2 separate regions of the Mus musculus genome follow, and region 2 is linked to region 1. The links are chromatin contacts, called in public HiChIP or PLAC-seq maps. All regions are on one chromosome and are shown on one strand. The core of a region is the stretch at or near the end of the contact, and the rest is flanking DNA. Distances in the headings are between cores, read along the strand shown. Region 1 holds the start of Pik3ap1 (phosphoinositide-3-kinase adaptor protein 1). Region 2 holds the start of Hoga1 (4-hydroxy-2-oxoglutarate aldolase 1).

Region 1 (7,491 bases), core at 2,950-5,449:
AATGTTCAGGAAATTACCTCACTGGAGCCAAAAGGCAGATGCCTAGAATTTTGTGTCTTTGAACTTGGGTTGCAGGCCTGCAATTAGCATTGCTGTTGCAGAGGGGCCTCTGAGCTCCTTCAGAGGGCCTTCAGAAAGAGGGGCTACAATGGTGAACAGAGAAGATGGCCACATTGTTGCAAGAAGGTGAGGCTTCCAGTCTTTTGCAAAGCTGCTTGCTCTCAGAATGTCACAATATCCTGTGTTGGGCTTTTAATAGGATGCCCTGCTGGGTCAGGTTGAAACTGCCTGGAACAGCGGTCACTCAGCACCTCCTCTGAAATCCAGCCTAAAAGTCCATTTTAATCCTGTCTTCACACACTGCACCTTGATGGTATATACTGGCCCCAGTGTCTTGGGACTCTGGAACAGGGTGAAAATAAAGCTTTCCATAGGAAGGTGGGGTGAACGGAGGCAGGTAACTTAACCTGCACATTAGCAACTCCAGCTACAAACTGAAAGGCTTGTACTTGGTGATTTAAAAACAGCTGTGGGCTGAGTCCCATACAAGGCATTGGAGGAGAGGATATGGGAAGAGGAGGCTTGCCTCCAATGGACTGCCCAGCTCAGAGCATGAGCGGGAGTAAGACATGCTGGGTGAACTTCCACTCCCAAACTCCTTTTTTGGAGAGTTGTCCAGGCCAGGCATAGCAGAGGGAGCCCACAGGTGACAGAACATCTGCAATTTCCACTGCCATGGAAGTGACGCCAGCATAGGTGACTTAGGCCAAAGCAGAGTCTGATACGTATTTTCACTTGGTCACGTGCATTGGCTCTGTCACTTGGTCACAGCAATGACTGTGTTCAAACAGTTTTGCAATTGCTGGTTGTATACCCTTGGGCAGAAGTTCTTGACCTTTTGGTGATGTGTTAGAATGTGAAGGTCACGTCTCAACAGCACGCTAGGCCAGGGCAGTTCCATGTGGAAGAGGTTTTATTAGGGAAAAGGAGAGACGGTGGCGGCAGAAAGAGAAGAGGGGGAGAAAGAGAGAGGGAGGGGTGTTTTCCTAATTTATATGGGGAATGATGTAACACAGGTAAAGGTGGGAGGTGAGCCAAGTGGATGTTGGGAATATGGTGCCTGTTGCCTTGACAACAGGTTTGCAGGTCACAAGTTGCACTGTCGCCTATGTGATGTCATAGGTTTCAGAGGTCCTGATGCCAACATTTGGTCTACAGGGGATGTATACTAGCAGTACCATTCTCACAGAAAAGCTAAGGGAATTAGGATGGATTGAGATGGCCCACAAGAACACCGAGGTCCTCAGACTTATAATCTCAAAATAGCATCTTGAAATAAAGAATAGAAATTTCTTTTCCTTTGGCTCTTCTCTCTCTCTCTCTCTCTTTTGTTTTGTTTTTGTTTTTTTTGGGTTTTTTTGTTTTTGTTTTTGTAGACAGGGTTTCTCTGTATAGCCCTGGCTGTCCTGGAACTCACTCTGTAGACCAGGCTGGCCTCGAACTCAGAAATCCACCTGCCACTGCCTCCCGAGTGCTGGGATTAAAGGCATGCGCCACCACGCCCGGCTCCTTTGGCTCTTCTTTGCCAATATCAAACATGTAACCATCAGGTCTAAGTCCCCCACCCTCTCCATCCACTTAGTGGGACTTCTTCTGGATGGCAGATGGGCCCTTCTTCTGATGAGCAATATTCTGTCATATCAGAGATGCAAAACTGGAGACACTATTTCCCCTAACCTGATTCTTTCTGTTGATCAGAGAAACATGGTGGCTTGTGTCCAAAACTAGGAATGCCCTTTCACCCAGGAGTATTGACCTCTGGGGTCCTCTCCCAGCCAAATTCCAGGAACCAATGCGGCTCCACAATGTGAGAAACGTGGCCAGTAGACTGAGTGACCAAGACCTTGCCTGCCCCTGACAGGTGACCTCTAACAGCTGGAGAAGGGGCAGGAATACTTAGGTTGATGTCATCCAGATTATCATGGTTAAAAGTCAGGAAAGGGCCCTTACTCTTCTAGAACCTGCAGTCAGAAGAGGGGAGCATGCTTTTGAGGCGGGGACATTAGGGATTTGGCCTCAAATATAGGCCAAGTGATTATAAAGTGACTCTAACAGGGGACATAGATCATCTATGTCCAGAGGTCCAGGGGCATGAAGGAGGCTTCAGGCTCAGGTAGGATCCTGAGGGCTGGTGTTTGAGTCTTATATTTTCTGACCTGGGATTCCTTCATTGTCCACACCAGGAAGCTGTGGGCTTTCAGGGTCACAGCTTGGCCGAGGCTCCATAACGGTAAGTGAAGGAGTCAGATAAGAATTCAGGGTGCTAAACTCCGTCCCTGCTCCACGCTCTGGTCCTACCACCCATCCCATTTCCTGCTCATATTCCGCTGCTCCAGCCTGGGCTCCTGCATATTGGTTACAGTGTCAGCAGTGGCTTGTCCTTCTGCCTGGTGACATTCTCCCCAGGGCCTCACAGTGATCCTCAAATACTAACAGCCTTGCCTCCAAGGCCCCCATGCCTGGTCCTCCCAAACATTGGGTTCCTGTTCCTACTCAGCAAAGATGCAGAAGCACCCGTGGTCTTGCGTGGGCGTCTCCATGGCTCTGCCCTTGCTCTGGTTCTGTCTCTTTACCCCCTTGCCCCACCCACTACTGCTGCCTCAACTCCAACGATGGCATCCATGACAAGGTTCTCAACCCCCAACCCTTTGCATCCTTGCCCTTCTGCCATGACAGGGCTCCCCATCACACAGACACTTCAAGCTCAGGATCTCTAAACTTTAAATCCTCCCGTTAGCATTGCTCTCTAATGGCTTTTATAACATCCGGCTTAACTTTGGCATTTTATAGTCCCTCCTTCTTGGCTCAGGATTCTCAAATTTTCAGTGTCTCAAAAGAGGGGTCTGTCCCTGGATCTCAGATCTAAGGATTTACTGGTCATATGCATTTCTGAGCACATTTTCTGGCCAGAGTTAGCACCAGAGGATAGAGACTCCACAGCAAAAAAGATTGAGCTAACTTTGAGGAACTTAGAGCTGAATACAGGAAGCATCAATTAAAGCCATTCTGGAAAAAATAAAGAAATGTTTTTATAAGCTCAATTAAAGAACTCTAATAGTGTGAAATGGCTATCACGGTGTGTCAGAGTAGGGGCAGAGGCCAAGGATATCCTAAACAGGGGGAATGGCAGGCAGCATGTTCATCTCTGCTTTAGGGACCCTTGGCCTGTGTTAGGTGGAGAAACTATGCCCAAAGATACCCAGACTCAAATCTCTAGGATCTGTGAATTTGCTACATTATAGGACAAGGGTCTGAAGTTGTAGATAGATGTATTGAGGCTGCCATCAAGGGGCCCTTAGATGTCTTTTCCTGGACGATCCGGGCAGTTTAATGTATTCCCTCAGAAGTGGGAAAGGGGCTGGTGACATGGCTCAGGGTAAGGGTGCCTGCTGCCTAGTGTCTAGCCACTTTGATCAGTTTGATTTACCAGAACTCCATGGTGGAAGGAGAGAACAGACTCTGTCCACTCTGTGAACCGAACAACATGTGCATGCACATTCCCACACAAGCACACAAAATAAATAAACTAAGATTTTTTTTTTTTTTTTTAAAGTGGAGGAAGATGGAAGAAAGCCAAAGAGCTCTGATAGTGGAAGTGGAACAATCGTGTGTGGAAGGTTCTTGGCAGTGATAACATCTATCTATCAAAGATTATGCTTAACACCCATGTGCCCTTAGAGGGCCAGATCCAAGGAAATGCAGAAGGGTCACAGGAGGGCACCCAAGGGCAACGCCAAGACCCTAGGGCCAGGTGCTTCTCCTTCCCCTTCCTGCAGGCCTTCCCTATTCTTGGGGGCAGTGTCTCAAGGACAAGTCCCAAGGGACAAGGTGGTTGGGACAGCTGTGCTATGCCTCCCCACTTCAAGTCTGAGACTAGCTAGCCCTACAGTCTGTCTTCCCTCCCCCAGTTCCAGCACCTCAGACTGCTCTTGGGGGACATCGAGGTGGCTGCCTGCTTTCGGGACACACGTGGCACGAGCAGGGGTCGGCGCCGGGAGCTGGCGGCTGGTCGTGTGGACTTCTCACTTCCCCTCCCCAACCGCCGCGCGTGCAGGTGCCACGCGGAGCCCCGCAGGCGGGGCAGACCCTCTGGACACGCCCCCGTGCGAGTCCCCGCTGCCCGGCAGGAGGAAGCGCCAGAGTCGCCACTGTCCTGAGCACAGCTGGACTCTGCTTCTAACCCCGCGCCAGCGACGTCGCCTACCGCGGCTGTGGGCACCGGATACCGTGCTCCGGTGCCAGCCGGGGATGCGAGCTGCTCCCGGGACGGCATGGCAGCCTCAGGTGGGTAGCAGGCGCAGCGCTCTCCAGCTCCCGGCTCCTGGCTCGCGCGCCCCTGGTCCTTGAGGCTCTCTGACACCACCCTCCCAGTCTTGAGACCTGTCTCCCTACTTCTTTAGTCTTTAGTGAGGGGATTTTGTATTCTTTCCGGTCTTTTCTCCAGTCTCTGTCGCAAACTTCCCCTCTGAACTTTCTCACGTTTCCCCTAACCGGTCTGTGCACGATTCTGTCTTGCTCCTGCCTGGGGCTCGACCTATCCCAGTTTCTAAGTCTTCTTTTCTCCCTTCTAGCTGTAAGTTGCCAAGGGTCGCTTTCTCAGCTCTAACTCTGAGTACTCTGAGGACAGTTGATAGGAGGTGGAGGGCGGATTCTGTAAGAAGCCAGATGCTTCTCTTAGGGTCTTATCCAACCAATAGGGGGCGCTCAGGCAGTCTTAGGTGGTCCAGGGACAGCTTCAGAAGCCCCCTTTGTCCACCGCGATTGTATATCTTCTCTGGAATTTTGGTAAAAAACCGAGACCACACTCTAATTTTACTCTTACTCTGTTCTCTATGTAACTTATGTGCCCAGGGGTAATTGGAATTTGGTGGGCAAATCATCAAAAGGTGCCAGAAGTTTCTTCTGGTTGGTCTTGGGTTTCTTTCTAGCTCATGAGCATATGTACACTTGGCAAGTCCTTAGCTCGCTGAGGTTCAGGACAAACCATGTAAGGACAACGTTGAGAGACAGTTAGTGAGCAGCACCTATACACCTCAGTGGCTATAGGCGTAGTAGATTCTTGGTGAGAACCTTGTCGGTCTGGTCTCTGTTCACCACAGAGTTTTGGTGGTGTGAAAGAAAACAGTAACTAAATGAGGAATTGCTAGATGAGAAGAGAGAGTTGCCATGTTTTCGGTTTGGCTGACTTGTGTTTACCTAGCTCCAGCGTGATGCTTTGAGAGAGAATGAAAACCAGATGATAGCATCTCTTGAGAGAGATCGTGTAGCGTGGGCTGGGGGAAGTCAATGCTTGGGAGGGAAGGGAGCAGATGCTAAAGCCAACTGTCTCCAGATCTGCTAAGGTCTAGCCTTGGGTCATGGTACTTTGGAACGAAGGTAGAAAAGGCTTTGATAATACATGCTTATTATTATTATTGAAGGGGCTGGGAGGGTGGTTCATCAATGGCCTGCGGTTCCCTAGCCAGGCTCTATGGGATAAAGCAGCACTGTGGCTCAGGGTCCACTCACTGGACAAACTTTATTGAGTGCTTGCCGTTTCCAGGCACTGTCGTAAGAAGATGAAAGCTGTGTAACTGAGAACAGGGGAGGCAACAGCTCATTGAATAACAAAATCAAGGCAGGTGCATCGGGAAAGTGGACAGGGGAAAGTAGGCAAGCCCTGAAGGAGGGAAGGCAGGGGGTCCTGGGGAGGAGTATGTCCCAGGCAAGGGGTCTATTCTATGTGTTTGAGATACACGGAACAGCTATGGTAGCTGGGTGGATGGAGGGTTTGGGGAGAGTTAAAAATAAGGTGGCTAAGCTCCTGTTTGTCTCCTTTCCTGGATGGGATGGGCTCTGGGCTGCTGTGCACTAGAGGACAGCACACTGGGAAGCCTTTGAGCAACCTGCTTTTCCTGTCCAGTGTCTTGATGGCTGGCTCTAAGGGGAATAACTGAAGGGGCTAGGTTTGAAGGGTGGACTCAGGTTCAGATGAAGACTCTAACCCAACAACCAAAGCTGGGGTAGTGGATAAAGCTGTCCAAAACTCTGCTGTCAGTGTCCTCTGTGGTGGAACACTATGCCAGGCGGTGTGAGACTGCGTTCCTTTGGGCTCCCTGGGTACTTGTCTATACTTATGAGTAGCCCTGAGGGCAGGTCATATATAGTTAGGGGAAAGCCAGGTTTCCCACTAACATGCTATAGGCTGGAGAGCCATCCAGGCCAATATCCTGTATGGCGTCCTTATTTTAAAAACAATGTCATAATGCATGCACTCAATATGCTGTGTGCCCAGCTTTTGATACTGTGGCATGATGTCATCTATGAATGAGTGGAGCCACACCCATAGCTATCCTGGGACACATTCAGCTCATGGGCTACTGATTGGCTGTGCCTGAAAGAGTGCTGTAAGTGGCCTTTAGTGTCCTTGCCAGTATGTGAATCTGGGAGAATGTTATTATCAACTCAAAGAGAGGTCTTTTCTCTTCTCACCTCCTCTCCAGTATTTCTTCTAGATTGCCCCACTCTGGGCTTGCCCATGAATGGGATTATGTAGTCTGTGGTTTTAGTGACTGACTTCCTTCACACTGCATGATGTGTTCAAGGTTCACTCAACTGTAGCCTAATCCCCCGGTCTTCTTAAATTTCTTGCCATTAGAGGGTGAGTGTCAGTCTTCCTCTTCCATTCCCTGACTTGTTTGCTTGTTGAATGGCCTTGAGAGCAACCAGCCTGTGCTTGAATAGTTTCTCTTATTTACCAGAGAGAGTGAGGAAAGCGCCTGGGACTTCCCCAAAGGCGCCAGGTCTGCAGCTGGTGAAGACTAGAGCCCCCCTCCCCCCAGGTCTTGGCCCCCAAGAACCTGAGGATAGCTCTCAGACCCCGACCAGCTCCCTGCCAGGATCACCTCTAAGCCCTTCCACTATTCCTGGTCTTCTAGCACCACAGGGCCAGCAACATGGCTTAGTGAGTAAGGGTGCTTGTCACCAAGCTTGAGTTTGGTCCCAGGGGCCCACATGGTAGAGAGGGAGAACCAAATCCTGTTGCTTGCTCCCAGCCCTCCATACATGGGCCGTGGCTTCATGAACACACCCAGCGTGCACACACACATAGAACAGACAAACAAAACGGTGCACAGGTTCAAACGTGGGCTCCACTCCAAGGTCACCTGCGGTCACTTCTCTGTTCTTTTCTCAGATGGTTTCTGAATCATTCAGTGTCATCTCTCTTTTAGCTCCCCCCTCCCCCAACTGGGACTCCCCTTTGTGGTCAGCCAGCCCTGTCCCCAAACCATTCCCCTCTCCTGTAGCCAAACCTGTTCTTTGAGCTTCAGGAGAACAAAGCCCCTTTCTCAGCTTTGCCTGGGTTTATGGGTTCCTTGCTGGCTCACACGTTGTTTCTCTTACTGAATAGGAGAAAGAGAGAAGTAATTTAGAATGGGGAGCAATGACTTC
Region 2 (7,491 bases), core at 1,574-4,073, 660 kb before region 1:
ATAGATTCTGGAGATTGGACTTAACAAATCGCTTGACAGCAAGAGCCGTTACCCAGTGTGCCATCTCGTCCTTAACTTTTATTTTAAAGGAATACTCTTCATTTAAACAATCACAAATTAACAATACTTTATCAGCATTTGAGAGGCAGAGGCAGGGATCTCTGAGTTCGAGGCCAGCCTGGTCTACAGAGGGAATTCCAGGACAACCGGGACTACACAGAAAAAAACCCCGTCTCAAAAAAAAACAAATCAAAACAAATAACTTCACAGTCTCAGACTAAGCCTTCAAGAATATTCTGTGTTCATTGAAGCACCAAGGGCAGGTTCCCACCTCTTTGGAGGGCTTGTTACCCACACTGATACAAAGTAGCAATAGCATTTGGCAACTGTCTTTATCTTCTCCTGAGTGTTAAGATTGCAAGGTCTATTCCAGAAAGAGAAATATCAATGTTTGGCTAAGTGCAAGAACCTTGAAAAGACACCCCTGACTCTTCGTCCTCTGTGCCAGCCTATCTTGGCTGCCTATCTTGGGGGAATTATACTGAGCCACTGGCTAAGATCCTGAGGGCTTAGCTCCTATTCTCAAGTAAGGAAACTGGACTACAGAGGGAGTGTGATTTCTCTTATATTTTTGGTTGTGAGCCTAGCCTTTAATGTCTGAGCCATCTCTCCAGCCTGAGTGTGATTTCTCAGTTGCTATAATAGCCAGAGGAGGAGTCTTCCAACTTCAGAGATTGGTCGCCTTCCTCCCAAAGCCCCAATCTCCTGCTATGTGGTGAATGGAGGAATCAGACAGCATCAGGAACCCAGAAGCCAAATCCTTCCCTCTACCAACCAACCAAACAACAAACCTGCCCAGGGCACCCGATGCTGGTTGCATGAGTTAGAGAGACAAAGGGGGAATTCAAAGACAACTGTGGAGATCTCTGTGAAATCCTAAATACAGGATTTCAGAAACACAATGGATACAGAAGCCAGTCTTCTGGCCCCTACACTAAGTGTCCTTGATCTTTAAGCTGAAGCACAGTGTTCAATTTGAAGCTAAGGGTTATCCCTCCAGGCCAGCATAAGCAAGTTCTAGTAGCCATGCTATCCCCTGCTCACTCAGAACGTGCACCCAAAGGCCACTGTCCCTTCACAAACATCATCTGGGTCCTGAGCTATGAAGTGGGCTCACCTGGGCCAGTGGTCACTGTCACCAAGCACCAAGCAGTTTTGCTACAGTGTTGAATGAAAAAATAAAAAAAAAAATAAAAACTGAAAAAGGGCATGACTGCTCCTAGGTGTGGTGGAGGGAAAAGTTCATTGTAGGTCAAAGGGAGAGCATAGCCAGAGGCAGAAACATCTGGGAGAGTCCAGAGTGACCAGGACCCTGAGCCACTGAGGAGAGGAAGGAGGGGACGGGGGATGGGAGGGAAGGGAATCAGGTGCAGGGGCCAAGATGTAAAAGAAAGGGGTGGATAACCAAAATGGCTGCACTCTACAGAGAAGAGCCTCTGGGATAGGGCAGCCCAGCCCCCGAGCTGGAGAGTTGGGGAAAGAGGGAACTAGAGGGTGGGGTATGCCAGCCATACCTGTAACAGGTAGGGACTGAAGGAGGCTGGGAGAACCTGGCAGCCAGGTCCGCTTTGATATATTAAATAGATCCTTCAGATAGTTCTCCCAGGGTTTGAGACTTCCCAAGAGTCTATCCCTTCCAATCTATAGCACTATAGAATCTATACCATTCTTTTTCTTCACATTCTTCCAGATTCTTCTTCTGGCTGCCCCACAGCAAGAGCATTATCACTCCCGTGTGTCATATGGGGAAACAGGGCTAGAGTATCCCACGGAGTAAGACCACTGGCAAAACTGCAACTGGAAACTAGAGTCCACTATCCTAGCTGCTAGCTTGTACCTTCTTCTCAGTCAGAGGGAAGCCATTTTCCAAGCTGGTACCCACCAAACGACATTTGTAGGGATAGTCTTAGATAGATCCCACAACTTAGAATCAGTGGGCAGAACAGAGCTTCTAGTCAGCAGTTCAAGTCTCAGCTCAGCTATGTGTTAGCTGAGTGGCTTTAGACAGTGACCACATCTCTGGGAGCCCACGTTCCCTCCTACAAGATGGTGTCATTGACAGCACTGACCAGGAATTGCTCTGGGTGGGTGGAATGGGATGGAGCAGGGCAGGGGACTGCCCTTTTCTACCTTCTCTTACTGGACCTATGTCTGTGAGGCAGATGAATCTCACATAGGATGTAGTCCGTGGCCTCAAGGAGAGGACCCAGGTTAAAACAAGAGGTGGATCAGAGGATCCAGCACATTGAGCCCCCAGGCAGGCTCCAGGGGGAAGGAGGCTGAAAACAGGCTGCCCTCCTGTGTGACCTGGCTAGCGCCTTCCCATCAGCAAGCGGGCCTGAGAGACAAGGATGCCCCCATTCACTGCCCCATGTTTTCACTACAATAACCCTGGGAGTAAAGAAGGTGCCTTAGCCCTTCCCAGATGGGGAAACAAAGGCAGGTGAGGCTCTGTCCAAAGTGCCAGAGCTTCCCCACAGCTCCCCACCCTCCTGGATCTGGCTCCCCAACTTCCCTCTTACCTCGAAAGGGGAAGGTGGCCAGTCTGTTCAGGTTCTCTTCCAGTTTCCCATAGTCTACCTCTGCGGTGGCGGTGAATGGGGTGGTCACGGGTGGGTAGATGCCGGCAATGTCTACCTTCTTGCCCTTCACATTCCTAGACAAGCCCCTGCTCAGACCCTGCCTCATGGAGGCCCAAATTTGGGGGCCCAGCATTTCTGCGGGAGGTCTGGAGCCTCAGCTGTCTGTGACCACAGGGGAACTGAGTTTGGACTCCTTCCTCCCCGCTCTGTTAATGATCTACATACACAGTTAAAATTTTGTGTTCCCACCACAACCTGTGGGCATGGCTTGGGAGCGTGCAGCTTTGCACTGGGTGTCCCAGGTCGGGGGCGGGTCTAGAGAGTCTCCAGGCCGGCTTTCTTCCCTGCTGGAAAGCCGCTGGAGAAACGCCACAATTACGGCCTAAAAGAGAGCTGGCCCTTGGGGTTTCAACACTAAAAACAGTCTCTGACAGGGACCTCTTTACCCAGCGCCAGGGCCTGGAGCCACCCACCCCACCCTTACCCCCGACCCCAACACGCACACCCTCCGTTTCCAGGCTGGCTGAACATGACGGAACTGATTGGTTGAGCTGGCCTGGCCCCGCCCTACTGTAGCCAACCACTTGCTCTTCCAGAAGCAGTTGTGAAAAATCACTCCTCCTGTCTACAAGTGGCTGCCAAGGGCCGTCACGTGTTAGCCCTCTGCTGGCCACACAGGGACACACAGCTCCATGGAACAGTCTTGAAGATAGGAGCAGAAGATGAGTATGCCACAGTGTGAAACATACCACAATCGCGGCCCCAGGGATTAGGAAAGAAAAGCAGGATGAGAGGGACAAAGCAAGGCCAGGCCAGCGTCGGGAGACCTACTAATTCAGGACCCAAGGGACTCCACATTTCCTGCGTTCCCAAGCTCACTCTAGCATCCAGTCTTTGCTCTTACGTGTTTGGAGCACGAACAGAGACAAACGCCACAAATAGCAAAGCCAGCACTTTATTGTGTTGCATCTAGGGGTGTTCCTGCTAGACTGGCTGCAGGCAGCTCATAGTAGGGGGTTGGGTGCCCAGCTCCGGGTAGGTATTTACTGGGCTGGTATAGGCTGAGGTGTCTCACGGCCACTCCCAGGCCTCTCCAGTCCGTTCTGCTCTGATTCTGGCTCGGGATGCTCCAGGGCATGCCGGGTGTCTGCTTGCCAGAGCTGGACCAGGTCCGTGGGGGTCTTTCCCGCCTGGAGAAAATAGAAGTAGACATACTCAGATTTGAGCAGTCCACCCGAAATTGTCTTCAGCTGTACCAGTGGTTCTCAGCTAGAGGCAAATGCCCAGGGGTAAAGCCATCTTGCATTTCACAACTAGAGGTTATGGTTGCTACTGCTATCTAGTGGGCAGAGACCTGAGATGCTGGGACAGTGCACAGGAAAGTCCCTTCATTATGAATCGTCCAGCCCCAGTGTCTGCAAGGCTAAGACCATCCACACCCTCTCCATGTGCTCTTGCTTCCCTCAATGTCCCTATGCTTTCCTGTGCCAGAAGAACTTTTCCATGCCCCTCTCCTGTGATTGTTCTGTGAACCAATAGATAGGCTTGGGCCAGAGGACATCTATTCATAGAAAGTCTGAGACCTACCACGAACCAACATGAGGTGCTAGAATGGCCACACCAACCAAGTAATTTGATTCCCTTTCCACTGGCCCTCCATGGATTGGGCCTGGGCACTGCGATCCCCTTCACCTATCTGGGAACCTTGGGGAAGTCCTCCCATTACCTCTCTTATTGTTTCTCTAAACTTATGCTTTGGGCCTTGACACATGAAGGGAGACCTGGGATTAGGATGGTGTAGCCAAGCGCCAATGACATGAGTACCTAGGCTGTGGCTGCCCCATGGCCTCTGCAGAACATCCACCATGCAAGGGCACCCCAAACCACCAAGCCCGAGGAACAGACTCACCAGGTTCTTAGCCATCATGTCCGCCCCATGCAAGAGCAGCAGTTTGATGATTTTGTAGCGGTTGAGTCTCACGGCATCATGTAGGGCACTGTCCCCTTCCTAGAATCAGTGTAGCACACAGGTAACCCTTGAGGTCAGTGGGTGGGTAGGGTGATAGGAGATGGGGCTAAAGACCTTGCTCAGAAGCAGACACCCTAGGGTCCTGTAAGGAAGGACTACTCGCCCTTGGCAGCCTGGTAGGCTGCTGTTACACCCATATTGGCTGAGCAGGGGAGCAAGCAAGGACTCACTCTGTCTTTGGCATTGATATCCAAGCCCAGGGAAAGAAAATGTTCCACAATCTCCACGTGTCCAGTACGGACGGCCACATGCAGGGGAGTGCTCAGTAGCTGTGCGGGAGGAAACAGGACTGTTGGCACATGGGCCTGGGCTGTGGTATCCTGGGGTGGAAGAGCTATCTCCAGCTTAATCCTACTCTCAAGTCCGAGTGCCAAAGCCTGAGCCTTGGACAGGAGAGAATGGTCCAACATACCACTATCCCTCCCAGTTGCCTGATCGTACAGCTCTAAGTGCCACCTCCTCTGGCGAGCCTACTACAGTTCCCTTCTTGCCTGGCAGTGAACTATTGTCCACTCCTCCACCTTTGTAAAAAGTCAGGGACTCTGGGCTGGAGAGATGGCTCGGCGGTTAAGAGCACTGACTTCTTCCAGAGGTCCTGAGTTCAATTCCCAGCAACCACATGGCGGCTCACAACCATCCGTAATGGAATCCAATACCCTCATCTTGTATATCTGAAGACAGCTACAATGTACTCATATACATAAAATAAATAAATAAAATCTTAAAAAAAAAAAAAAAAGTCAGGGCCTCACTACCTAGCCCAGGCAGCTGCAAACTCTCAATTCTCTTATCTCTGCCTCCCAGGTATCTAGGTTCTCCTTCAATCAATTAACATGCTTATTCATTGGAACAGTGGGACTGAGCCCATGATCTTGCACATACTAAACAAGTATGCTACCATGGAGTCACACACCACACCTGGCGCACTTTCTTTAGTAATTTTTTTTTTTTAATGAGACAAAGTCTCACAGTGTAGACCAGGCTGACCTTGATCTTAGTGGTCCTCCTGCCTCTGCCTCCCGAGTACTAGGATTAAAGATGTGAAACCATCACCCAGCTCCGGCATTTTTGAATAATTATATTCGATGCCATTAACTGAGAAATGACTGTGGTAGATGTGGCAAAAGCTTCTTGTGTTAAAAAGTAATTCCTTTACAAACATTCTCCTCCTAATCTATGTAAGAACTCCACACGTTTTACGGCTGACAAACGGTGCCTTGGAAGCCAAGGTATTTGTTCAAGGTTCCATGTAAAGAGATGGATGAATAAATGAATAAACTGATGGACAGGCGGGTGGATGATGAAGGATGGCGGATGCCAAGGATGTACAAACCCTGTATCTTCTCAGTGGACCACAGCTCCAAGAGAGTATTGTCTTTGTCTCCTCTCAGCGCTTGCTCCTGCCAAGCTCCCTGGAGGGCCGGAAGCCTCTCTGCAGCTGACTAGAAACCAGGCTGGTCCTTTACCTGCCCACCGGCCACCACTTGAGCTTGTTTGCCATTGGCTGTCCCCATCCTCCCATGCACCCCAATGTGTACTGAAGCACTGCTTCACCTTGTCTCTCACGTTGGTGTCGGCCCCCCGGCTTTGCAGGAGTCTCACCACCTCCAGGTGGCCCCCACGGCAGGCCCAGTGCATGGCTGTGCAGTCCAGCTGGAAGGGATAGATGGGATTTAACGGGAGAGCTGAAGGGAAAGAAGCTCTCTGGGGAAAGGATTGAAGCCAAGAAAGTGGAAGGACAAAAGATATGGGAATAGGACAGATAGACAGCCCAGGACCCAACTAGTCCACGTGAGAGTCCCAGAGACAATTTAGGGGGTGATGGGGCTCACTGGATGTCACAGAACACACAGAGGTAGGACCTGGCCCCCTGGTAGCCCACTGGCAGCCCACTAAAACAGATTTGACAGGAAGTAGAATTCTACAGACTAGATCTACTTCTTACCTCCCACCCAATACCTGCCCTCTCACCCGATCCTGGAAGTCCACGGTGGCCCCATTCTCCAGAAGTTTCTCCAGTATCTCCATGTGTCCCTCCAGGGAGGCCCGATGCAGTGCTGTCCGACGGAACTGTCCCCAAAGAGACTGTCAGGCCTGAGTTCCATGAAACCGAGGCCTAGGCCTTGCTAAAACTTGGTGCCTATGTGTGTTGTGCTTAGCCAGCTCTTATCCAGACTGGCCTTGGAGTCTTGCTCTGGGACTCCAGCTTCTTCACCGCTCCTGTGCAGCCAGCCACAGCTTTGGACAGCTGACGCCCGTGGCTGGCACCCCTGCTGGTCATGGCTATTCTACCTCACATGCTATGATGCTTGGTGGTGATTCACAGATGTGTGCCATGGTTTTACTGAAACCTCTTTCCAAGCTGCCTCCGGCTCATTCCTGAGTCTAAGGGAAACACTGACAGGCTGGAGTCTGCATCCCTAGGACAGGAAGTGCGGGGCTTGGATGCACAGGCAGGAAGGAACAGACTTCCCTCTCTGAAGGCCACTTTCTGCTTGGGATTCAGGGAACCCTTGTGCCACAATGAAAGTCTTTCTATGGGCTAATCATCTGGTTATGGGCAGTCTTCCATGACCCTCCTCTTGCTTTATCTTATATTTTTGTCTTGATATGCAGCAAATGGGAGGGGAAAAAAAACCATTAAGAGCCTGGAAGCAAAAGAACAGAAAAGACGTAGTTGATGTCTATCATAGTACAGAGCAGGCCCAAGGGTAGGTAGCCACTGTCAGGCTTGGTATCATGACAGGGATGAGAGCAAGGAAAAAAAAGTGCACCAGGCAACAGGAAAAAAAAAAAAAAAAAAAAAAAAAACAGATGGTG

The links. HiChIP or PLAC-seq counts read pairs in DNA pulled down with a chosen protein or histone mark.
Region 2: a FOXA1 HiChIP or PLAC-seq map of pancreatic cancer cells shows a contact between it and region 1. The contact joins the promoter of Hoga1 here to the promoter of Pik3ap1 in region 1. A contact is called at or near these places in 2 of 39 promoter capture datasets (hippocampal neurons and liver) and 1 of 115 datasets of contacts at active chromatin or transcription factors (pancreatic cancer cells).

Annotation. Positions count from the first base shown.
Region 1 is chr19:41,381,810-41,389,300 of GRCm38.p6, reverse strand. It overlaps Pik3ap1 (phosphoinositide-3-kinase adaptor protein 1), which reads left to right and starts at 4,199. Exons shown (of 17, transcript NM_031376.4): 1 at 4,199-4,344. The coding sequence starts at 4,332.
Region 2 is chr19:42,041,202-42,048,692 of GRCm38.p6, reverse strand. Hoga1 (4-hydroxy-2-oxoglutarate aldolase 1) reads right to left here and starts at 2,823. Exons shown (of 7, transcript NM_026152.2): 1 at 2,583-2,823. The coding sequence starts at 2,775. Ankrd2 (ankyrin repeat domain 2 (stretch responsive muscle)) reads right to left here. Exons shown (of 9, transcript NM_020033.2): 5 at 6,643-6,741; 6 at 6,226-6,324; 7 at 4,842-4,940; 8 at 4,552-4,650; 9 at 3,583-3,832. The coding sequence ends at 3,686.